Linked DNA regions of Mus musculus: regions 2 and 3 are each linked to region 1. A link is a contact called in public HiChIP or PLAC-seq and promoter capture Hi-C data. All regions are on one chromosome and are shown on one strand. The core of a region is the stretch at or near the end of the contact, and the rest is flanking DNA. Distances in the headings are between cores, read along the strand shown.

The links. Promoter capture Hi-C pulls out the DNA fragments that hold promoters and counts their contacts. HiChIP or PLAC-seq counts read pairs in DNA pulled down with a chosen protein or histone mark.
Region 2: a promoter capture Hi-C map of hippocampal neurons shows a contact between it and region 1, with 4 times the contacts expected there. The contact joins the enhancer-like site here to the promoter of Ttf2 in region 1. A contact is called at or near these places in 14 of 39 promoter capture datasets (the 3T3-L1 cell line, the C10 cell line, the HPC-7 cell line and 9 more), 1 of 15 datasets of contacts at CTCF or cohesin (large pre-B cells), 9 of 115 datasets of contacts at active chromatin or transcription factors (bone marrow-derived macrophages, embryonic basal ganglia, embryonic forebrain and 6 more) and 4 of 9 other capture datasets (adipose tissue, embryonic stem cells, liver and 1 more).
Region 3: an H3K27ac HiChIP or PLAC-seq map of embryonic stem cells shows a contact between it and region 1, with 2.6 times the contacts expected there. The contact joins the enhancer-like site here to the promoter of Ttf2 in region 1. A contact is called at or near these places in 9 of 39 promoter capture datasets (the HPC-7 cell line, cranial neural crest, embryonic stem cells and 5 more), 1 of 15 datasets of contacts at CTCF or cohesin (large pre-B cells), 2 of 484 Hi-C or Micro-C datasets (the N1E-115 cell line and cortical neurons), 14 of 115 datasets of contacts at active chromatin or transcription factors (the SCID.adh cell line, craniofacial prominence, double positive thymocytes and 7 more) and 2 of 9 other capture datasets (adipose tissue and embryonic stem cells).

What each region holds. Positions count from the first base shown.
Region 1 is chr3:100,968,330-100,971,320 of GRCm38.p6, reverse strand. Ttf2 (transcription termination factor, RNA polymerase II) reads left to right here and starts at 1,658. Exons shown (of 23, transcript NM_001013026.2): 1 at 1,658-1,701; 2 at 1,786-1,888. The coding sequence starts at 1,674.
Region 2 is chr3:101,343,619-101,346,885 of GRCm38.p6, reverse strand. Gm32900 (predicted gene, 32900) reads left to right here. Exons shown (of 9, transcript NR_166187.1): 7 at 980-1,178; 8 at 3,067-3,267. Among named protein-coding and RNA genes, the nearest start is that of Gm32900, 9.4 kb to the left of the region's middle. Within about 2 kb of position 2,010, at least 20 of the 459 cell types and tissues checked have an H3K27ac peak or open chromatin away from gene starts, as enhancers often do. A contact at or near this core is called in hippocampal neurons, where this site is marked.
Region 3 is chr3:101,407,868-101,411,113 of GRCm38.p6, reverse strand. All of the region lies in intron 2 of Igsf3 (immunoglobulin superfamily, member 3), which reads right to left. Among named protein-coding and RNA genes, the nearest start is that of Igsf3, 32 kb to the right of the region's middle. Within about 2 kb of position 1,948, at least 49 of the 459 cell types and tissues checked have an H3K27ac peak or open chromatin away from gene starts, as enhancers often do. A contact at or near this core is called in craniofacial prominence, embryonic stem cells, extraembryonic endoderm stem cells and 1 more, where this site is marked.

The DNA.
Region 1 (2,991 bases), core at 409-2,908:
CTGTTAGAGCATGAGGCAAATTACAGTCAGCTGCTGTGGACAATCTGAAGCAGCCCCACCTGGGGTTAAAACAAACAAACAAACAAACAAAACATTCTTTATATTTCTGTGTTTTTTTAAAGAAACCAAAATTCTCACTACAAGAATCACCGTGGTCCTCTTTCCCCAAACCTTAGTGTTTGTGGTCTCCACCTCCTCAGATGGTATCCACTTCACATGCATATAATACAGATCTTGGAATTGCAATCTAGGAATAAAGAAAATCTGTTTGTATAAACTTTCACTGGAGAACTGGGGTGGGGCGTGCCACACTGCGTGCACTTGGAAATTCATCTCTCTCTCAAGCTCTCCGGGGTTTGCTGCTGACTCCATTCATCTTGACATTTATATACTATTTTATATTTATTTAAGCATTAGGTAGAGGCTAGTTCAGCTTCTTCCACTCAGTAAGCCCCTTGTGGTTAGAACAGTTGCTTTAAATGTATGCATTAAATGAACTTTATATTTCTCAAACACCTACTCCTCTTGGGACACCAAAAAAGCTATTTAGTAAGAACTGCTTAATTCATAAATGATACCTCGGGACTGTCTGGACTCTGAACTCCTAAAACATTTACAGCCTCCATATAGCCCAGACTTCTTAGACATTGCAGCTTTTCTGTCCTCATAGCAGTTGTGTGTGCCACTCCAAGACACATGATCTTCAACTGCTGAAATATGAAGTCATGGCTATTGCAGCCAAGCTCCGATAGTCATTCCTCACCTTCTGCTCACTGAAAGAATCCATTACAAGTTCTTTCCTTTCCTTTTCTTTCTTTTTTTTTTTCTTTTTGGTTTTTCGAGACAGGGTTTCTCTGTGTAGCCCTGGCTGTCCTGGAACTCACTTTGTAGACCAGACTGGCATTGAACTCAGAAATCTGCCTGCCTCTGCCTTCCAAGTGCTGGGATTAAAGGCGTGCGCCACCATGCGTCACTCTCGGTTTTTTAAAAGTACAAATGCAAAATAAGTTCAAAAGGTTTGACAATGCAAAACACACAATGTAAAATTAGTAAGCACGCAAGGTCTTGTATTGCCCTCAGGTTCTTCTCTCAGACCCAGGGCGTCCACACCAGGCGGTCCTTAGAACCTCACCAGGGGAAGGCAGCCTAAGACTCAAAGAGCGCGGAACCTGGAACTGAGATCTGTGCAGATGTTCAATCTTTGGTGACCCCGTGGACGCCCTGCACTCATTTAAAGGTTGCCCGGGGTCCTAAGGGAGTCTTTGTGCTTATTACAGACTATGCAGTAGATTCCCAAAGTTTTAAGGGATGCTCCCGCCTTTTGGCCGCCTCAAGTTGAAGTGTTCCCGCCCACAGTGGCTGCTTCCCGAGCAGGCAAGCGGCTCTGGCTCCCTCTGGGTCTAGTGGTTCCTCTGGAGTCTCCCAAGCTCAGCCTCGTCCACTTCTCTCCAAGTCCTGCTTTCCCCAAGCCAGGGAGCATGCCGGCGTCCTCACTGGAGCTCAGCCACGCCTCCTCACTCCAAGTTTGATTTCAGAGCGCGCCAAGCCTGAGGGAGACTGTAATTGGTTGAAAGTGAGAGACTCTCCCGCTTGATTGGTGGAGTGTTGTGGTGGGCGGGACGGGGCGGAGTCAAAGACGGAAACCCGGCGGGCCAGGGCTTCCTGGCTGCGGTATGGACCTGGTTAAGTGTCCGGAGCACGGTAAGGCCTCAGTCTCGGGATTTCCCTCCCGGGGACTGTGGGACTGGCTTGGAGTGGCCGATGCTGACCTTCTTGTTTCCTCAGGGGACGCCTGCTTCTTAAAGACCGGCGTCCGCGATGGCCCGAATAAGGGAAAGAGCTTCTACGTGTGCCGGACGAACACATGCGGCTTCGTGCAGGCCACCGAGTGAGTCTCCAGCCCGGCCCGGTTACACGGAGTGACCCAGCCTGGTCACTTCAGCTGCCTTGGGACGCGGACTCACCCACACTCCGATCCTTCTAGAGTCTGCTTCAAGTTTCTAGGCACCTGTCTGGCCTTACTTAGCCACTCCCCTTTGCCCCGGCATCCTTTCTGCTCCCTCTAAAAAGTGTAAACAAACAGTGGACATGGGAATTAATTTGCTAGTCTTGTACCAATTTTAGGTCGCCATTTAAATTTTACGTTTAAGGTTAAAACATGTTAATTAGACACAAGCTTTTCTCCTTCATCTAGTGGCATGACGTTAACAACCCAGAGAGAGCCAGAGTCTTTAGGGCAGTGTTTCTCAACCTGCGGGTCACGACCTTCAGGATCTAAGGACGCTTTCACAGGGGTTGCATTTCAGTTATCCTGCAAATCAGATATTTTTACATTGCGATTCAAAACGGCAAAAATTACAGTTATAAAGTAGCAATGGGAATGATTTTATGATTGGGGTCACCATAACTGTTGTAACGGGTATTAGGAAGGTTGAGAACCGCTGCTGTAGGGAGTTAGTGCTGAAAGAAACATCAGAGGTTGATGTGGATCGCAGGTTCTGCAGATGTGAAAGCTGAGACCTAGAAACCTCAAGCATCTTGTCTAAAGTGAGGAAAGTCAAGTGTGACAATCTTTTTTTTTTTTTTTTTTTTTCCCAGACAGGGTTTCTCTGTATAGCCCTGGCTGTCCTGGAACTCACTCTGTAGACCAGGCTGGCCTCGAACTCAGAAATCCGCCTGCCTCTGCCTCCCAAGTGCTGGGATTAAAGTCGTGCGCCACCACCGCCCGGCAAGTGTGACAATCTTAACATACCGGGTGTTGACATTCTCGAAGTGAAATTACACTGTGGTGTCATTTAACATTTCTCCCTGCTCTCTATTCAGCTGGACTTTGTAGAGCATGGTTATTTTTTTTTCAGTATCATAGCTATACTAATATACTAATGAATATTAGTAATATACTAATGAATAGTAGTACTGGAATAACTTGTATGATTTGTGTCTCCACTTTGTACCAGAATTTACTATTTATTTCTAGAAATATTATATAGA
Region 2 (3,267 bases), core at 761-3,260, 380 kb before region 1:
GAATACTGCCTACTTTATGTAGCAATTTCTGGCCCTACAGCTAGCAGGAAATACAAAAGGACCATGTAATGGTGAAACTCCTTTCTCTCTGTCACCTTACACCTCTCTCCCATGGTCTTATTCACCCTACCTCCTCTACTGTGGAAGACCAGGACGAGTAGCTCCTCTTCCATCTGGAGGTAGGGGAATTCCACTGCTGAGTGTAGCAGTTTTGCCAAGGCCGGAGGAGAGAGGCTAGACTCCTTGCTATGTGGGTGTCACCCCTACTACTTTTCTGCAGCTACCTCCCAAGGCAGGCGTTATGTTGGTTGGCTCACTCGGCTCCAGGGTTTGTAGATCCCCTCATGTACCATGAAAACCTTCTGCATAACCTGTTCCTGCTGGGACCTACACAGAGAAAGAAAAGACCAGGTCTCACTACCTGCTTCAAGGGCACTCCCCCCAGTGACGTCACTTGCTCCCTGTCCCTAGGCTCTAAAGGTAGGTTTGTCTCCTACCACCTAAAGGTTCAGCTGCCTCTCAGTGGCATCACATGTTGTTGGGTAAACATTCAGTACATGGACCTTTGAGGAACATCTACAAACTAAAACCATAGAAATAGAATATTAACAGACATATTAAAAACAAGGTCTTAACTATGCTGCCAAGGCTGGCCTCCAACTCCTGGGCTCAAGCGATCCTCTCGCCTCAGCCTCCTGAATATCTAGGGTGACAAGCATGTGTTTTCACTTCTGGTACTAGATTCAAATTCTTCTCTTGTCATCTCCCTCCTACTTCCCCTCCTCTGTCCTCTCCTCTCTTTCTGTTATGCTGGTAATTAACCCAGGGTGCCATGCATGCCTGGAGGTGGTTCTACCATGGAGCTAATCTCTAGCTCCAACAAATTCATTTTAGATCTTTTTTCCTTTGTGGCATTTGTGACACTAGTGGATCATATACACGAGGCAACATCAGTCTAAGACCCTCTCCTGTGCTTCAGGTCACCAACATGCTAGTGTGGCCCAGTCCTCTGTGTCCTCTTTTCTGTGAGCCCTGAAGATATCCTTCTCACAACTGCACACAGCTGGCCTTCCTGGCCTTTGGCTCTTGGTGTGTGAAAGTCTACAGAACTGAAGAGCTCCAGCCCTCAACATGACAGAATGTCTGGAACCCGAGGGCAGGATTGTTTGTCACTCAGGGTGAGGAGTTTGGACGGGTTACTTCCAGGGTGGCTGGTGATAGTAGGGGTCATAAAGTTGAGCTTTCTCAAGAGGGTCCCAGTTTGGCTTCTGTCACCAGTCTCCCTACTTCTCTCCTCTCTGGGCTCGTCCCAATTCTGAACACAGGTAGAGGTGGGGGATGGGCTGGAAGGCATTGCTGCACCACCCAGCTACGTCTGAATCCTGCCTCTCTACCCAAGTCGCTGAGGAAATCAACACAAGAGGGGCGTGGTGGTCGTTAAGCCAACCTTATTTTGCAAATGAGAAAATAGAGGCCAGAAAGGTGACCTAGTTACATGAGGTCCTGGACTCAGAATTCAAAGTGGGATGGACTAAGTCACCTGGGTCTCAGGGTGGCATTGCCTCCCTCACTTCTGAATCTTAACATTGTCTTCTACACCAGGACACTTCTTCCTGCCTCCTCCCCACGTCTGATAAGGGGCCTAGGCTGTGATTGACAGTCTTGATTTGTCTTAAAGCAAATGTTGCATCCTCTTTAAGTACAGATGGAGGGCCAACAAATGATTATTGAATCAATGAGTGTCATTTCCCACTTGGTACTTACCCCATTGCATATAAATAGGACTTCTGTAAAAATAAAAGTGCATATGTTTGGCTCGCATAATTAGGTAAAAGCAGCTTCAATGGGTGTTTCACTGTAGGACTTAGATCTTACCATCGGCTGAATGACAGTCTGGTTGTGGTCACCTAATTGAAGGCAGCGAAAGGTGCTCTCTGTGTCCTGTGCTATGAAAGGGCTCAGGGCAGATGTATGGAAACCCAGGGGGTTGCCTCCTGAGAAGGGGCCCTGGTCTCCTGTGCACCTAGAGATCTGATTCATCACAGGGACAGTCTGCTACAGAGCTCAGTCAGGTCCCTACTCAACCACACAACGAGGCATCTAGAGTGGCTCCCAATTCCTGGAACAGGGCAGGGAATAAGGCAGGGTTTTGGCCTAGGAGACCAGGCACAGACCAAGAGTTGTCTTCCAACAGGCGCTCTTCTGGCTTTCTCTTTAAGTGGTCTTTTGACTGTAGGATAGGGTTAAAACATTGAATTTCAATTTTGTACATACAACCCTAAGGGCCCTCAGGCAATGTGGGTGTTTGAAATGAGCCCTAGCCCTAGGATTCTACCTGCCAAGTGTTCGATTAAGCTGCGTAAGTCTGTTTCCACCACCCTGTCTTTCAAATATTTATGTGGCAGATTATGGGCAAGCTTCAAAGGCAAGAAAATGCAAATCTGTTCTATAAATCATAGAATAACACAGCTGCTGTCTTCCTCAGAGTGACAGCTATGAACACCGGCATTTCTGCCTACAGAAGAAGTGGTGGGAGGTGGCCTCTCATGAGCAGTTAGGCCAGAGTATTTGTGTAATTGTGTGTGTGTGTGTGGTATGTATGTACATGTGTATGCTGTCTTTATATATGTGTGTGTGTCTATATTCACATGTGTTCATTTGTATGTGCGCACATGTATGTGCATGTTTGTAAATTTGTCCACTGGGGGGGGACGACACAAGGTTCTAGTGATATTTTTATTTTTGCAGAACAGCAGATTAACAATAAAAAATTTCCCAGCAGTTAAAGAGTTAATCTCCCCCCACCTGCCCTGCACCCCGTGAATCTTCAAAAACTGTGCAGAGAGAAAGTATTACCTGATATCTGAGACTCTTGAGGACTTGAGGTGTTGGGGGACTCGAGACAAAAGCAGCTTTAGATTTGGGAAAATGTACCCAGGGCCTCACCCCAATGGGAAACATCAACAAGCAACTGTGAGAATTCCAAAATGAATTTAATTTAGCTTGAGTGAATAAAAAAGAAACTGTGCATTGCAAATAGTTATGCAAATTAACTTCTGCCCCCAGGGTCTCAGCAATCTGCCAGTGGAGGCCCCAGCGTGCCAACGATGAGGCTTCTGTGGGCTCCCTTCTGCTGTTGCCATGACACAGCCATTTGGTACATTGGTGCTCAGTGACACATTAACATCCACCAAGACTAACACTAGAGTTGATGGTCCTTGCCACCAGCTGGTCTGGGCCTGGTGGTGTCCTGTGGGCATACCTGGA
Region 3 (3,246 bases), core at 699-3,198, 440 kb before region 1:
CAGCCCGCAGAGGGGGTGGGGTAAGTAGGAATGGGAAGAGTCAAAAAGGCCTCACAGAAGGGTTGCTATTTCCACACAGGGACACGGGATCTCAAGGTAGCCTAGAGATAAAGAAACCACACTGTGGACCTGGAGGTACAGAGAACAATGGCTTGTATTGTTGAGTGGCAGGTATACACAGGCTTAGAGGAAAACCATGAAGCAGCAGGGCATAGCAGCCAGATCTAGGGGCCCAGGACGCTGGCTGGTGAGCTGCAGCCTGTGCACAGGAGAGGACCACTGAGGAGGAACTCAGGGGGTGGGGGTTGGGGGGCACTTCAAAGGAATGATCAAGTCTAGAGTTGCTGGGGTCTCAGAGCAGTCAGGGCTGGAATGGGGGGAGGGGGAGGGGGCAGTTTGCAGGGGAGATGTGACAGAAGTGTGGTCAGGAGGCAGGAGTCATAGGGATGTCTTGAGAGCCTTCAGGAACTCCTCCCAGGTTTTGAGTGACTGCTGCAGGGAAGAGATCCACCGGGCCTTGCAGCTCTAAAAACCATCATCTGCAGTCAGCACTCAGCAAGGCAGAAGGAGAAGAGACAAGTCACAGAGCTGACAGGAGGGCAAGCACTCTGACAGCAGGTGCCTTCACAGGCCACAATAACCTGCCCATCGACTGCAGGAGGATGCCAGAAGACAGCCAATTCAAGGCCACTTTAAAATACCTGCCATCCATCCCCTCACGGTCCCTACCAGCTGCATACCCTGAAGCTCCCACAGAGCTTGGCTGGCCACAAAGGTCAAGACAGAGGAAGAGTCAGTCACCAAGGCAGGGCCTGTTCCTGGAAAGCAGTGCACTCCAAATTTACACATTCAACCAAGAAAGTGCTCACAGAGAGGAGGCATTCATATTGGAAAATAACCCTGGCAGGAGGGAGGGGGTGGCCTCAGTGGCAGGCCATGCGCTTACTCTAGGGGAGAGGACTGGATTCCATCTCCAGCAGCATATACACACCATGCCAAACGGGGCGAGGGAGAGAAAACAATCCCACGAATGACTGACAGCTGTAAAGACTGACACTCTGACGGGGCTGCACGTCTGAAATGCTTTTTTTTTCTTTTTTTCTTTTTTTTTTTTTTGAGAACCAAAACTCAGAACCCCCAGAGAGGAGCTCTTTTGTGTACAGCAAGGTAAGATAGGGATCTGAGGAGGGGGCCAGCACCCCGAGGCGGCAACAAGGCAGACTGCTATCGGGCAGTGCGCGAGAGATAGCATTTAAGCAGCATCTCCAACATAACCGCCACCTAAGGCTTCAGCGTTCATAACGAGCAGCCCGGGGGCGGGGTGGGGGGCAGCACAGAGCAGTGAATGGGTATGTGCATCCGAAGGGTAAGTTCAATTCTCCTCTCAGTCCTTTCTCCAGACTTAGGAGAGACACCAAAGAAAGTCTGGCTCTAGCAGGTAAAAAAAAAAAAAAAAAAAAAAAGAGAGATTATGCCCATTAATTGTTTCTGACCTTGTCTGGCAGGATTAGCTGGCCATACCTGTACAGCCACAGGGCTCAACCCCAGTGCATGGGGGAAGCAGGCCAAGCCCAGGAAAATGAAAGGCCACCCGCGAGGGACAGCCAAGGCCACGGACAGAAGCGGCTTTGGAGAAGTTCACAAGTGTGTTTACTGGGTATTTGATTTACCTGCCAAGGCGAAATTCCAGGAGAGAGAGAGAGAGAGCGCCTGGGACCCGTGTAGAGTTTCCCTGCTGCCGCAGTCCCTGCCAGGCTCATTGTAAAGTAATGAATTTTGTGGACGCTTGCAGAGAAAAATAGCTTCAAATGCTATGGATCGATGGTGCGCACTGCAGAAACACAGCTCTCGGCTTCCTCGAGCTACTTTTGGGTATTGCCCAGAGTTCAATGGCGATCTGTCCTTTGAAGGCCAGCTAAGAAGTCAGCCCCGGGCCTAGGCAGGGCACACAGTCCCACAATCCAGCTACTGTGGATGCCCAAGGCGCAAGCATTCCTCTCATAGCTGAATCGAGCGTTTCCCTCCTCTTCCAGGATATTGGTTGGGGGAGGAGCCTCACAGAATGTCACAATCTACCACATACTATTCCACCGGGGTTCCTTTGAGTGTGAGGACATTGTGTGTTGCAGGGGTGGAGATGTGACATTATACGTTACTTTCTAGGGATGAATTCTCTGTATACCTATTTTTTTTTTAAAAAAAAAAAAAAAAAAGGAACATAGATAATCCTTAAAAATCTCATCTGAGCTCCAAGACTGTTAATTCCAAGAACTGTGCAATTCAAAGCACCTGTGTTTCCTAACTTACACACTCCTCTCTGCCAGAAAAAAGACTCTCCCTTACGTGATGGGAGGGGGACGTGCAGACTCATGGTCTCGGGATCAAAACAACTCTGAGAAACCACAGAGAGCCAGATGAAGAACAGCGTGGAAGGCTCTGACTGGAGTTAGAAGCCGCAACACTTAGAACTGCAGGTTTGGGAACGGCTGGGCAGAATCCAGAGCTGAGATATCCCTGAGCCTGCAGCCTCTGCCTTCTCTGAAGATGGGTAGCCTGGTCTGGAGGGGATGCCTATGGCCCTGGCAAGGCTTCCATGCTAGGGGGGCTGAAGCCAAAGGCTCAAGATGGGCTCAGCTCAGCTGTGGGCAGTTGACGAAAGAGTTAACACTGGTGGAGGGCATACACAGAACCCAGATGTGGGGAGCGTTCGGACTTAATCCAGACCTGATTACATTTTGGTTTTGTTTTTGGTTTTTGGTTTTTGGTTTTGTTTTGTTTTTGTTTTTTTGAGGCAGGGTCCCACTATGCTGCTCCTTGGAACACACTGTGAACCTGGCTGGCCTTAATCTCAGAGAGATCCACCTGCCTCTGCCTCCCACGTGATGGGGTAAAAGGCTTGTGTCTCCCCCACCCAGCTTTCTTACACTCCTTTTAGGTAAGAACACGAGCGTGCATGCATTGCCTACTCAAAAATACATGAATAAAAATTCCAGCTAAAGTAAACCAGGGAGAGGGTAAAAATGGGCAAAAATAATTTTAAACCTTTTCTAATAAAATACTGCTTAAAAAAGAAAAACTTTGGGTAACAAAAAAAAAAAACAAAAAAGAAAGAAAAGAAAAGAAAAGAAAAGAAAAGAAAAGAAAAGAAAAGAAAAGGGAAGAAAGAAACTAGAGGTTGAGGGGGTAGCTAGAGCAAGCAGAGAAAACCCTAGAAAACAAGAGCACTGGCTGACCCAGCCCGCCTCA